Linked DNA regions of Zea mays: region 1 is linked to region 2. A link is a contact called in public Hi-C data. All regions are on one chromosome and are shown on one strand. The core of a region is the stretch at or near the end of the contact, and the rest is flanking DNA. Distances in the headings are between cores, read along the strand shown. Region 1 overlaps LOC100194009. Region 2 overlaps LOC100384641.

The links. A called contact is a pair of places that touch in the nucleus more often than the background predicts.
Region 1: a Hi-C map of root tip shows a contact between it and region 2, with 2.8 times the contacts expected there. The contact joins two enhancer-like sites. A contact is called at or near these places in 10 of 25 Hi-C or Micro-C datasets (bundle sheath, ear, endosperm and 4 more) and 1 of 3 datasets of contacts at active chromatin or transcription factors (leaf).

What each region holds. Positions count from the first base shown.
Region 1 is chr3:180,291,122-180,297,549 of Zm-B73-REFERENCE-NAM-5.0, reverse strand. LOC100194009 reads right to left here. Exons shown (of 31, transcript NM_001359369.1): 14 at 5,148-5,240; 15 at 4,913-5,031; 16 at 4,745-4,817; 17 at 4,607-4,663; 18 at 4,245-4,337; 19 at 3,275-3,394; 20 at 3,107-3,204; 21 at 2,984-3,029; 22 at 2,707-2,820; 23 at 2,533-2,613; 24 at 1,933-2,046; 25 at 1,742-1,831; 26 at 1,571-1,650; 27 at 1,244-1,466; 4 more. The coding sequence ends at 503. Among protein-coding and RNA genes, the nearest start is that of LOC103650958, 6.0 kb to the left of the region's middle. Within about 2 kb of position 3,774, at least 2 of the 20 cell types and tissues checked have an H3K27ac peak or open chromatin away from gene starts, as enhancers often do. A contact at or near this core is called in root tip, where this site is marked.
Region 2 is chr3:180,151,662-180,158,191 of Zm-B73-REFERENCE-NAM-5.0, reverse strand. It overlaps LOC100384641, which reads right to left. Exons shown (of 11, transcript NM_001362417.1): 10 at 5,280-5,535; 11 at 4,459-5,107. The coding sequence ends at 4,787. Among protein-coding and RNA genes, the nearest start is that of LOC100384641, 27 kb to the right of the region's middle. Within about 2 kb of position 4,496, at least 3 of the 20 cell types and tissues checked have an H3K27ac peak or open chromatin away from gene starts, as enhancers often do. A contact at or near this core is called in root tip, where this site is marked.

The DNA of each region.
Region 1 (6,428 bases), core at 2,525-5,024, 140 kb before region 2:
CCGAGCCAGATATTTAGCTCATTAGTATAACGAGCCGAGCTGGCTCGATATCCACTCCTAAGCATAAACAGCGCAGTTATGAGGTAAAAAATGGCACGGAAAGAGGACCAATTCCAGAATGCATGTGAAGTGCTTGTTGTCCCTCCCATATTTTTCCCATCTACCGCAACTCGCGACATTAGTAATCTAGTGTCTTGTTTTTTTTTTCTCATCACACGCTGCGTATAATTATATTAACAAGACTACATTGGCACATGCACCGAGGCCTATGGAGACGGACACAACATAAAGTTGTACAATACAGCCACTGGCTAAAACACATGTATAGATGATACAAGGTCTGTCACGCAGGGAAATACCAAAGACGGCTGGTGTTTCGATACACCGTTTGCCGTGTCCTGTTCCTTTTACCAACGAGATCTAGAATAACCTACAGAGAGATGAATTTCTTGCACGGTTAATTCAAACTTATCTAATTGAGCCCTTTCACACAAGAAAAACATCATATTGATACGGCAAGGTCCTTTAGCTGAACCCATCCAAATGCACATCTGTCTCGGATTTTCTGGATCTCTAGCAGTGCCAATTTAATTGTTTGGCCTACTGCTACAAACTCTCTCTCGAAGGGGAGCCTTGCCTTCTGGTCCAGCTACATACAAAAGCAGTTAACTGTCAGCTATGACATAAGTTGGATTATAAGAAAAGGTAAAAAAGTACATGGTCAGATTGATGCGTAACCTTTTCAAGACACCGGGTTGCATCAAGTACATAACAAAAGTATGATAGTTGCCTGTACAGATCTGACTCCTTGTACTGTTAAACGCAAAAGGTTTAGATTAGACACCAGTTGCCACTTTCCCCAAATGGGCAAATTGTAAGCTCAGGCGGAGCGAACTGCCGACAAACCTGTCTTACTAGGCGACCGTTGCAGCGTGGGTAGTTAGGACAGACAGTTCCTCTCTCAGAATCCCCCATAACTCTAAGGTTTACGCTGTGAGTCGAGTATTTGCAACCCTCATCGTCACACTGGAAGAAAAGAACAGCCCAAAAGATCAAGGGTAGTCATAAACAGGCTTCGTATAATATATTAAGGCTCAAACTGAAACACTTACCATCTGCAAACCTTTATAATATAGACTAATGAAATTATCAGCCTGTCTTTTCATCTACACATGGAGGACAACATAAAGTTCAGTTTCAATCAACTTAAATTCTAGGCCATGCATATTAAATTGATTTTCACCTGGTTGGCGAGCATAGAAGGGGAAAATTTGGACTCAACAGTATTATCTAGGCATCTTGGGCACCGCATATGGCGCCAGAAATTAGCAGTAGCATCCTTTCCTTCAATTGGATCTGATACACTTGTAGCACTAGCACTAGTAATCAGACTAGATACAGGGGGGCAGTCGAAGGTACCAGAACAGCTTGGGCATGACAAACGCAGTGGTTCACAACCACGATATCTGTCATTAAAACAATAATATTTGAATTTACTGAAATATTGCAACATTAATTTTTTGAACATAATACTGCTACATTAATTGAAATTGATATGTTAGAGGTTTACCTCTCATCTTCGTCATCGATTACAGATAACAGCATCATAGATGTATCTTGGTTGCTCGACTCAGTCAATCTTGGTTGGAACTGATCCAGGTAATAAGAATCAGCAAACACTATATTGAAAGAAATGATGCCAATCATTTAAGATATTCAAGACTCAATAGAAAATATGCACCTTAGCCGAATCAAGGCCCAGACATTCAGCCAGACGAGCTGGACTAGTGCCCTGAATGGAAGCACACAGACGAGAAACGACAGGATGAATCTGCAAAGGCATTTAGAATCAGAAAGACTGCACATATTATAGCATATGGAAAGACAACTGTATCTTCCGAAAAGGGATAATGTATTGCAATGGGGAAGAACCTGTTGTGATAAATAATAGTCAATGTCAATCATCCACTTGTCAGGGTCTCTTTTTAACTCCTCGGGATGTCTAGCTCTCTGAGCTATTCCCACAGAATGTGCATTATCTGAGTCCTGTACGGTACGGGCAAATACAGTTTAAGGTCAGATAAATCAAGCTTCAAACATAGCTAAATAGAGATATTTTCCAGGCAAAAGATTATATATTTTATTTTTCCTGAAATTACACTGCAGGTAAACAAAAGGTTCTTTCTATTGAAGACACCGCGTTTATCCATATTCTTATCTTATGAAGAATTTTCTCTATGAAGAAATGTTTCAAAATGTTGGTTCAGCAAGAAAATCAAGATTGTGACTTGTGAGTGGTGTAAAATGTGAATATCATTAGGGATGTGTTGGTCTCTTTTTATAATTTTGATGAGGTGCTTCCTGGGTCTGTATACATGATGAACTTGGTGCCTAGAAGGCTTGTACAGATTGTGAAACAGGAGTACCAATCAGTGTCATATAACAGGTTGACAATCTAAAAAATTGCGATGTGGATTAGCAATTGATGGTTTAGTAAGCATGCAAAACATAAAAGACAACATTTATTAATACCTGCTGAGAGCAAATTATATAAGGTACTGTGTCACCAGCTGAGCAACCAGAGTAACCATTTTGCTTGAGTCTCAAAGCAACCTGAGGAACCCATTTACACATTTATTAGCTCATCAGTTTTCTGCCTTGCCAAAGAAATCAGGAGTAAACAAAACAAGGGTATGCAACTCTTGCCTGAACATGAGGCTGATTTTTAGCATCTGGATAATCTTCTGGTGCTTTTGTTAAGCTCTTTGTGATAACATATTTTTCGAGTTCTATTTGACCACTTCTCATTTGCTCTTGCACCTGAACATAGCCTCATTCAGTATATTATAGTATACAGTATTAGAAATATATAACAAATAATATGTTTTAAGCCAAGGATTCATTGCAGAGCAACAGTATGTTGTGAAACCAATGTTTCTTGAGTATTGATATTAATATTAAGAAAAGGTGGCCGACTCCTAACCTGGACAAGTGAACTATGTATTGACTCAACAACATCATCACATGTCCTGTAGAGGCAGTTTTCACAAAGGTCAGACTAGAAAAAAAACATGAGCGAAATTACAATAGAAATGTAAATGCTCACCCTCCAGACAGAATTTGTTTAAGACAAAAATCTCCAATGTCTTTTGACAGCAAACTCCAATCACGTCTGACCATATCGAGCCCCTTGCGTTCAATGTTCTGCATCAAACATGTTAAACAACTGTTCTACTTTCACAAGATGATGCATAAATTCATAATAAGCACAAACCTCTCGTAAGCTGCCATCCAGTGCTACTTTAATAGCAGCATATTTCTTCTTTTTAAGAAGTAACATTCTCTTGTATATGCCATCAAGATCAATCTCCAGACAACGGTACTTTTTGTTCACCTGAATTGAAGCATTCTTGGTAAGACCATCTTTCTTCAGTTTGCACATCTTATAAATGAAGTCTATTTTTGGACATTGAACATTTTTATTTAAAGTGAATTGGATATGATTTTTAGAGATCTAACCATATTTTTGTTATTTTTATAATATATATAGTCAAAACCACCTCTGAAACCAGTCAAGGGCCAAGGTCGTCCGGTTTTGATATTTAGATGGTCAAAATCAAACTCAAAAGGTAGTTTGGTTGCAAAAATCAAATTGTCAAGAGATAGTTTGACGGCCAAAAATGAACTTAGATGGAAAGTAGGGCGGGAAGTCAGAAGAGGACGGCCTTGTATTTCCATGGCCAGGCGAAGGAGCCTGAAAGGGGTGGGCAGCAACTGATGATTCCAGGAGATGGCAGTAATATTAAGTTTAAGCAAGATCCAGTCTGTGTACTGTGGTATAGGCCAAGGGCCATATCAGAAGCCTTAAGGTTTTATGGCTTGCCTCCTCTGGGGAAACTACTAGCGTTTTTTGTGGGGTAAGGATAGCTCATATTGTCTGATCCCTGGGTGATTAGAAATATGAGGGCTAGTTTGGGAGCCACAAAACCAAAGGGGATTTTGAATAAGAAGGGGATTTTAGCCCCTCTAACCCCCTCCGGTTTTTAGACTCCCAAACTAGCCCTGAGTGTCTGGCAGGTGGCTGTTTCAACTTGAACAGTGGCTAATTTTGTTCCATTGGTAATTAAATTTGGGATTACCGTTGTCAAACAAAATAAACTTACTGTATTAAATGGTATTCTTTCTGAAGCATTAAAATGAACATCTGCACCTTGCGCATTAAGATGTTACATCCTGAGTCTTACCTCCTGAATAACCTTTCCTGCAATTGCTTTTGCCCTGGAGATGTCATCAAGTCCAGTATGTATCATGATAGAATCTGTATCACCATAGATAACCTGTCCAGTACAAGGAAAACAAATATCAATACAAGCAGCTAATTAATAAAAAAAAGGTGTTGAATCTTCAATGGACTGAATTTTCAGGAGGCATATTCACCCCCTTCAGTTTAATCTCCACTGCAATGAACTTAAGATGTAATACAGTATTAACTTCTAATCTCTAGCATCTACCAAATTGTTCTCGCCATGTCCCTTTGAAGCAATTTCAATTATTCTGAATGCTTTATTACTACAGAGAAACCCATAGACATAGGGATTCTACATACCTCCAAATTTAAATTGTTCTGAACCAGATCTACAGTGTTTTGCAATATCTCTCTACCCTGAAAGATGAATCATATTAACCACAACACAACAAAGTACAGGTTTGCTAATAAAATTCTGTGAGTGAAACTTGTTCTCACTTGGAGTGTAATCAGCTCAGCAAGTGGCTTTGCATAAAACCTGGAGTTGGAAAAGCCCAAGCAACCATACATGCTGGAGCACGAGCATTAAAGACTGAGTCAGAAACTTATTACTCATACTGGTGGAATACTAGCAGACATACTTATCTTTGTTATAGAAATTCTGACCTATTTGCAGTAAGTTTCAATGCTTGTTGCTGAATATCGAACTGCTGCTTTTTAAGACCAGAAGCAGTCTTCAACCATGATTTAACCATCCTTCTCCTCTCCACCAAACTCCTCAGCAACTGATTTGTGAACCACGATTGTAAACACAAGAGGAAAATACATGTCCATACAAAATCTTGATCACCAAAAACTATTGACAGCTCTAAATCTCAATGTCACATCCATAAGCAATTACCTCAGGTAAAACACCAGTAACTTTTGATGCTGGCAAATTAGGTACACTGCCATCAGAAGAACGCTCGACAGTGGTAAAGCATATGTTGAATTCCTGTGGACAGATAATAATAAAGGCACTACTGAATGTTAGATACCGTCTAGGGTTTGGTTAGGGTTTATGGGTTTTCCCAGTGTATTTACCCTTGCACCCCTTGTAATGGGCCTGACCCAGTTAACCTGGTATATTGATACAATATCCAACCCTAATCCAGGGTTAGGGTTTCCCACATGGTATAGAGCCAAATTTTCTTTCCCCTCCCAGCCGCCACCCTCTCTCCCTCCCTCCCTGGTCCGATCGCCGCTGCCCTTCCCCTCCACCCTCCCCGCTGCGCGCCGGTGGCTGCCGGCCCGCCCTCCCCTCGCCGGGCGCCGTCGGCCCCGTCCTCCCCTTCTCCGGCCGCGCCTCGGTCTCGCCGCGCCCGGCCGCCTGCTCCAGCCGCGCAACCACCCGGCTCGACCGCACCCCTACTCCATGGCGGCTACTCCACCTTCTCCCTCCACCACTGACACCTCCCTGTCCAGTACCAGTGTCGCCGCGGCTGCCACTGCCCAACAGGCGTGCGCCGCCCTCAGCACGGTCGCCGCAGCAGTAGCCCAACCCGCCACGGCGTGGCCACCACTTGTGTCGTCGCTAGCTTGGTCCCCTCACGGGCAGCGGACACCACTGCTCTCACCGTCGCCCTCGCTGTTGCCGGCCTCGCCCCCCAGAGCGTCGACGCCGGCTTCGACTCCCACAGCGAGCTCGCTGTTGGAGGGGCCCCATACATCACCGACCTCGGGCCCCTCCCCGACGCGACCATCGTTGCCCAGCCGCACCACGGTTCCCCTCCGAGCTTCCCCGCCCTTGCGGCCCCTACGTGGCCCGGCGTCACTACCTCCTCGCCTGCTTCCTCGGCGCTCGTCACGACCATCGCCACCATCCAGGCGGCTGTTGCTGCTTCCCGCGACCGCGAGCGCGCCGCAACACTCGTCCTGGAGCAAGAGCGCGCCATGAGTGCCGCTCTGACTGCCCAGATGGCCACCGCACAGAGTCTCCTCTGATCGCCCATGAGACCCCTCCGCCCACTCCCGAGGCCCCCCTCACCTCTCGACTCGACGCCGACCACATCGCCGCCCTCCACACACAGGCTGCCAGGCTCCACAACAACCGGTCCCTCGTGCTGGACCCAGCGTCCTCCCACTACCCTCGTTGGCGAGGGCAGATCCTCCTCACTCTTCGGTGTTATACTCTCGCCGACCA
Region 2 (6,530 bases), core at 3,247-5,746:
ACGTTACTAGAACGTCCATCCACCATGCAAGGCCTAGTCGTATGGATATTGAATAGATCTTTGATAGACCAAAGACTAACCATGACACACTGGATCTACCAAGTAGAATCAAAATGGGGCACCGCCATCGCGCTCGAGAACCTTGCGAAAAGGGGTGGTATAGTGATCGTAATCGACAGGCAACATGCATACGTAACAACTCCGACGATGCGTAGTTCTAGATTCTACAATAACTAGTGCATCTCGCCATAAAAACGCTTCAGTACAAGAAAACACTAAAATTGAATGAGTTAGAACAACACCACCCTGATTGTAGGATACGATTAGGGCGGCGTGGCACTTACCCGTAGAGAACCTTGAGAATAGGGGTGGCGATGCGCCAAAGCTTACAGTCGCAATTACTGGAGAAATTACGATCTCTTTCATAAGTGTCTATAAATACATATTTATAGTCTCCGGGACTCTCTCTAACCCTAGTGTAACAGTCAGACTCTATCCTCCTATTCTTAAGCTAACCTATCATCACACAATTTGTGGATGCTTATCTTGGAATGTCCCTGCGCGAGGCATGTCCTTCCGCTCCTCTGGGCCGCTCTTCGCGGCCCATCCTGTGTCGTGACCCATCTCAGGCCCTGCTAAAATACGGCGATAACACAACCCTAGACTTCTGTTATCTCTAGACAAATTAAACTAGAGGTATTAAAAAGTACTACACGGATGCGATGCACGTGCTAAGCTTGTTGACACGTTTAAAACCAATGTCTCTTAGGTTCTTTTAAATTTGACATTTGGTCTAAGAATGGTAAAAAAGATTATCCAACAAGAGCCGATAATAAAAGGACCAATTGGGGTATGATTTATGGTGATGATGATGATACCTTTTAAGCCCCAATCGGTGGCACACGTTCTTTTTCCAACCCCATCCCCTATACTTCTCAAGACATAATTGTTTCTGTAAGTGATTTGCTGCAAGCAGCAAGCCATTGTGCATCTCTTGCTCTTGGGACTAGTTCTGATCAGCATACATGGATAGTGACACTGTCTAGAAGTATGATGATGATTTTAATCTAATAACTTAGCGGCAAGATCATAAACTTACGCATCCTGCTCTTTCTATGTTGGCTAAGGATGTTCTAACTATGTCTGATGCTATAATTTCATTAGAAGGTGCATTTAGTCTTATTGTCAGGATCATTGAGGAGCGTCGACGTTTTCTGAACTCGAACATGGTTGAGATGTTGACATGTGTAATAAATAGAATGAGGGGAACACAAGGAGTCAGCACACTGTCGAGAGCAAGGGACTTAAAGAAGCCTTCTATGAACTTTATCAAGACCCAGTGGAGACTCCTCAGTCATCTCGGTCATCTCAACCATAATCTAAGCCACCTCAAGATACGCTTAATCATTTTAGACTTGTGTTGTAATAGCTTAATAGGGCTTGCTATGAGATACTGACACCTACGAAATGTGATGTAATTGGCTATGAAAACTATCTAAGGTGGGTTGTACTCCTTTTTTCTATCTAGGGGTTTTTCACAAGGGTTAGTTTTTACCTGCACTAAACAGCTCATTATTTACTTTATTTCAATTTTTAAATTGTGTCTTTTATTGTGTTAATTGAGTGTGTGGATTGGATTTATGTTGTCACACCCAAAATTAAGGACAAGTCCGAGTGCATCTCATATGTGCGCCAAATAAAGCTCCACACATACAATGACTCTGCGTATAGTGACGAATATTATAGTCTTTATTACATAACAAGAATGTCTTACAAAATAACTGATAATAATAAAATTGAGCTAAGATAACTATCTCCACGACATTATAGTTGACTGGGAGATGACACCTAGATTTCATCGAACTCATCGTAGTAGTCTTCCTCCGACGGTACCTGTTCTTGACCTGGTGAGATTATAGCAAGGGTGAGCTCACATACGGTCATCACTCAGCAAGTGTGGGAAAAAGTGTGTATGGACTCACTTACAGTTGGGGCTCATGTATTGTAAGGCTTACCAATAAAAATGGTTAAGGGTGAGTATTGTTTTTAATTAAGTTGGTCAGTATTTTATTAGTAATTAATAAGTATAAGCAAATATCACCACAATTAAATACTTAATCAATATAGAAATCCCACAATGCAAATGCATGTCATGTTAAGTTTAATTCCATAAATTACTCATGTGAGGGTCAGAGCCGCTCATGACCGTGAGCACGACTGATATACCTGTTTTACACTATGGAGAGGTTGCACATCTTTACCCACAAGACGTGTTTCCCTCTCAGTCTAGGTTAGCTAGACCCTTAGACAGTTTCAAGGTGAATAGCTAGGGATCTATTGTGAGGCCTTACACAATTCCACTAGCTTGAGAAAACCTGTTACGGTTTTAGGAAGAATGAAGCATAGTCCTTTTCCACGGTTTGTAACCCCATCGCAGTAATTACAACCAGCATTATGCTCTGCAGCGACGCCTCCCCGCTTGCCCTTTTCGGGTAAGGTAATTCCTCACTGGCTTTCCTAATTAATTGACCAAGGGCGTCCCATTCTACCCTTGTGGTAGCACTGTTGTCTCGGGTGGTCGCTCCATGTTTCGAATAACAAAATGATCTTATCATGAACAGTAAATAATCCATTTACAATAAAACATGGTTATGATTCAGATATAATATTAATGACAAAACAAGGTAGAGCAATAGTAAGACTACCCAATATTTCATTAGTATGCAAGGTGTAGAGTAAACAAAACTAGGAAACCTATTAGGTCCAATCAATTTAACATAACAATGTCACAGTGATTAGCAGAATCATAAATATTATTAGGTCAAATAATGTGACGAAGGACACAACTTACCTTTTACTTGTGATATCCAACTATTCAGGTGCTTCCCCATATTTGGGCTTCATATTCTTCGTCACCTCGCTTCTACTCATAGTAATACATACAAATAAGCAAATAATGGATATAAATAACATTACAACAAACATGGAAACAAACTGCATATAATATTCTACGCGTCGCTACTAGATCGTGGATTCGAGAACCACTAAAATCAAAGTTAAAACACGATAGACATGGATTTCTAATCTTTAGAATTATTTTTTGCTTAAAAATCCGATTTCAGATTTGTTTATGTAATTTATAAAACCCTCAAACGATAGCTCATATTTCATAAAAGACCAGAGTGGACTCTGTTAAAAACAAGACCTAGATTTAATTCTCTTTCAATATAAATGGACGACGGACGACGGGTTAATTTCATACTCTTCGGGGGCTCTTTAGCAAACAACGGTCAGCGAAGGGGTACGGGTCCATCATAGCAATCCGATCAAATTTAGACGCTCGAGATTAGATCCATATTAATCTGAACCGGTACGCACTTAGGATCGTCGATCCTGGGATCTACGACCCAAAAGTCGTCCACACCATTGCTCTCATCTCATCCACTCGTGACCGAGCAGACAGTGCGGATTTAAACTATTGAACCAATATCTTCTCTTTCTATTTGGACCGTATGATCATGGATCGACGATCAACATGCCTTCACCCTCCTCCGATGGCCAGTAGCGGCGGCGCCTTCACCTGCGGTAGCGACACCGCCAGAGCAACTCCAATCCGGTGCCCCGACATCTCTCTCTTCCCCAATCGCCGCTACTCACGATATATGGAATGATGAACACCATGGGGTGGTTTTACGGGTGATCGTGTCGTAGAGGTTCCTAGCCATGATGCGAAGCGGCCGACGACGACGGAAATCACCCTGACGAGTAATTCCCAGGTTCCAAGCAGAGGAAATTGCTCGGAGAAACTGGACCCGCATGGTATTAGGTCAGCTGAAGGGCAAGGTGGGACACGTGGGAATCGGCCCATGCACCATTCTCTCTCTCCCCCCTTTCTATTTTATTTCCTATTTCTGGTTCTAGATTTTGAATTTAATTTCAATGCTTTCAAATCTGAGTTGAGTTTTTAAACTATAAAATAAATGCACAAAAAATAACTCCAGCATGATATTAAATTCTATTTAGTATTTATTTAAGGGAACATGTCTCAATAATAAAACACATACTAATATAAACTCTAATATTAATTGTCAAAGAACAAAAGAGCTACCTAAACTTCTTAAAATTATATTTTAGGGTTTACATATGTAATGCTTAGGGCCGGTACTGGCATGACACGGCTAAGAGGCACATTTGTCGTGCCATGTTCTTACCGTGCCGTGCCAATCAGTCCTCCTAGTGCCATGCTGAGCGGTCATATGCGAGACCCCGAATGTGTTTGCTGCTGTCCTTTGGGAATCAACGGCCGTTCGCTGTACACGGACAGGATGCCATCAACGCACTTAAGCAGGTTTCTAGGTGCAGGATATCTCATTAGCTTTCTCTGCAGCCTGAACTGAAACCACGTCCCAGATCACTTGTCTGTCTAGGCACATCCGCTGATATATATTCCCCGATCCTGCAGCGTTCCAAACGGATTATGAATACATGCATCTGTCAACTTGACATTCCTAACTGTCAGACCAACGATCCAAGACCGTGAATTGGACCCAAAATTCTTACTTGACATCCCTAACTGCCAGACCAACGATCCAAGACAGCGAATTGGACCCAAAATTCTCTCCTAAGTTCTCGTCTACGCTAGTTATCTTCACTACGACGTAAATGGAACATTACTCTGCAAAATCCACCAATTGGTACGATCTATACCTAATCTGCCCTCTCGAGTAATCTATACAAGTTTAACTGTACACAAGTTTACAGCAAGATGCCCTCAAAGCTGCACGGATCAACTGCTGATGCCATTCTTTGAGGAGACATAACCGCTCCCACGTTGGACATTCTGGGGTTCTGCTTGCCCCGAAACTTCTGCCGGGAGTGTCTTGGGGCTGCTTTCAGCGCCTTCATATGGCAACACGACCACAGGGGCAGCATGTATTGATTCCCACCGTTCCTTCACGAAGTTCATGAAGGCTCTCACCGTTTCCCTCCGGAATTCTAGCTCCCTTGTGAAAAGATCACATGTAAAGAATGCAAGAACATATTTGAAAGGAAACACAAGAAGGACGGCTGAGGATGCTAGGAGAACAAACGCGACCTGTGTTGTCACCTGTCAAAAGACCAACAAATACTTAGGGGGGGTATATCGAGGTATCCATTAACCGACAGCTTATTAATAAAAGAACGTATCCTATGCACAAGATTACCTTCGTGCACGTATACACAAAGTCAATCTTTAAGATAGTGCACGTATACGCACCAACACAATCATTTTATCTTACCTCAGGTTGGCCAGCTAGAAGGATCGTGCGGATCTTCAGCAGGGAGACATTCAGATTCTGGAGATAATTTTCCACTGAGGCCATTGCCTCTTTAAGGGCTAGGATCTTCTGAATTGTGTTTGAAGGTGATTGATCCCTAATCGTCACTTTACCAAAAGATCTACCTAACCGGCCTTGTTCTTTCAGTCCTTTGACAGCAAGCATGGAAAGGGCCATCGTCATCAAGGTGAAAGGAAATACATAAGAAAGCATGTTCCTGTAAGTTAAAGTAAGCATAGATGTAAAAAAGAACGATCCCAATCTTAAAAGGCCTGGCAGCATAGTTGGAGGAAACAGACATAGAATATGCGGAAATATGATTCACTCTGAACATTTTTAACCAACAAAAACTCATCTCCACGTATCTATCATAAGAACATTAAGAAAGACAAATGATTTCATTGCATTCCAGGACGTAATTTGGAGAGATTGTGATGTATTGCACTGAAGATAGGTTACATAGCCTAACCCTAATAGACCACTTAGGCCAGGCTCTAGGCCCAAGTCACATAACAGTTTAACACCCCCCGCAGTTGAAACTCTAGTCATGATAGATGTTGAGACTGAGTGAAATCGACAAAGTGCAAAGTCATGGAGGACTCGAACATCCCTGATGGTGACACACTCACAAATGAAGAGATCAATCTCGACAATCGACATGCTTCGTGCGCAGGTGTTGGACAGGGTTCATGGAGAGGTAAACTGCACTGACATTATCGCAACAAACAAGGATACTCCTGGTGAGGGGGCTGTGAAGTTCTTGTAGGAGCTAGCGGAGCTAGAACACCTCATCCACACTATTCGCCACTCACAATATTCAGCCTCGACGCTCAAGCGGGAGACCATAGGCTGCCGCTTCAATGACCAGGAGATGAGTTTACCCCTAAGGAATACAACGTAGCCACAAGTGGACTTACGTGTGTCCAGCCAACCGGTCCAGTCAGCATCGGTGGAGGACGAGCTCGGTCGGCGAGGACCGCCGGAGAAGAAGGTCATAGTCAAGAGTGCCTCGAAGGTATACCGTTTCACAGCAGTAAGATGCAGCTCCCAAGAATCATGCATGTGGAGGCATGCCAACTGAACAACACAGGAGATATCCGACCTGATGAAGGTGAAGTATTGAAGCCCCCATCCCCCCGCAATGGTGAAGGTGATGTACTGAAGGGCTAAGGCTTCGATAGACAATGGGGTTACTAACTGAAGCACTGGTGC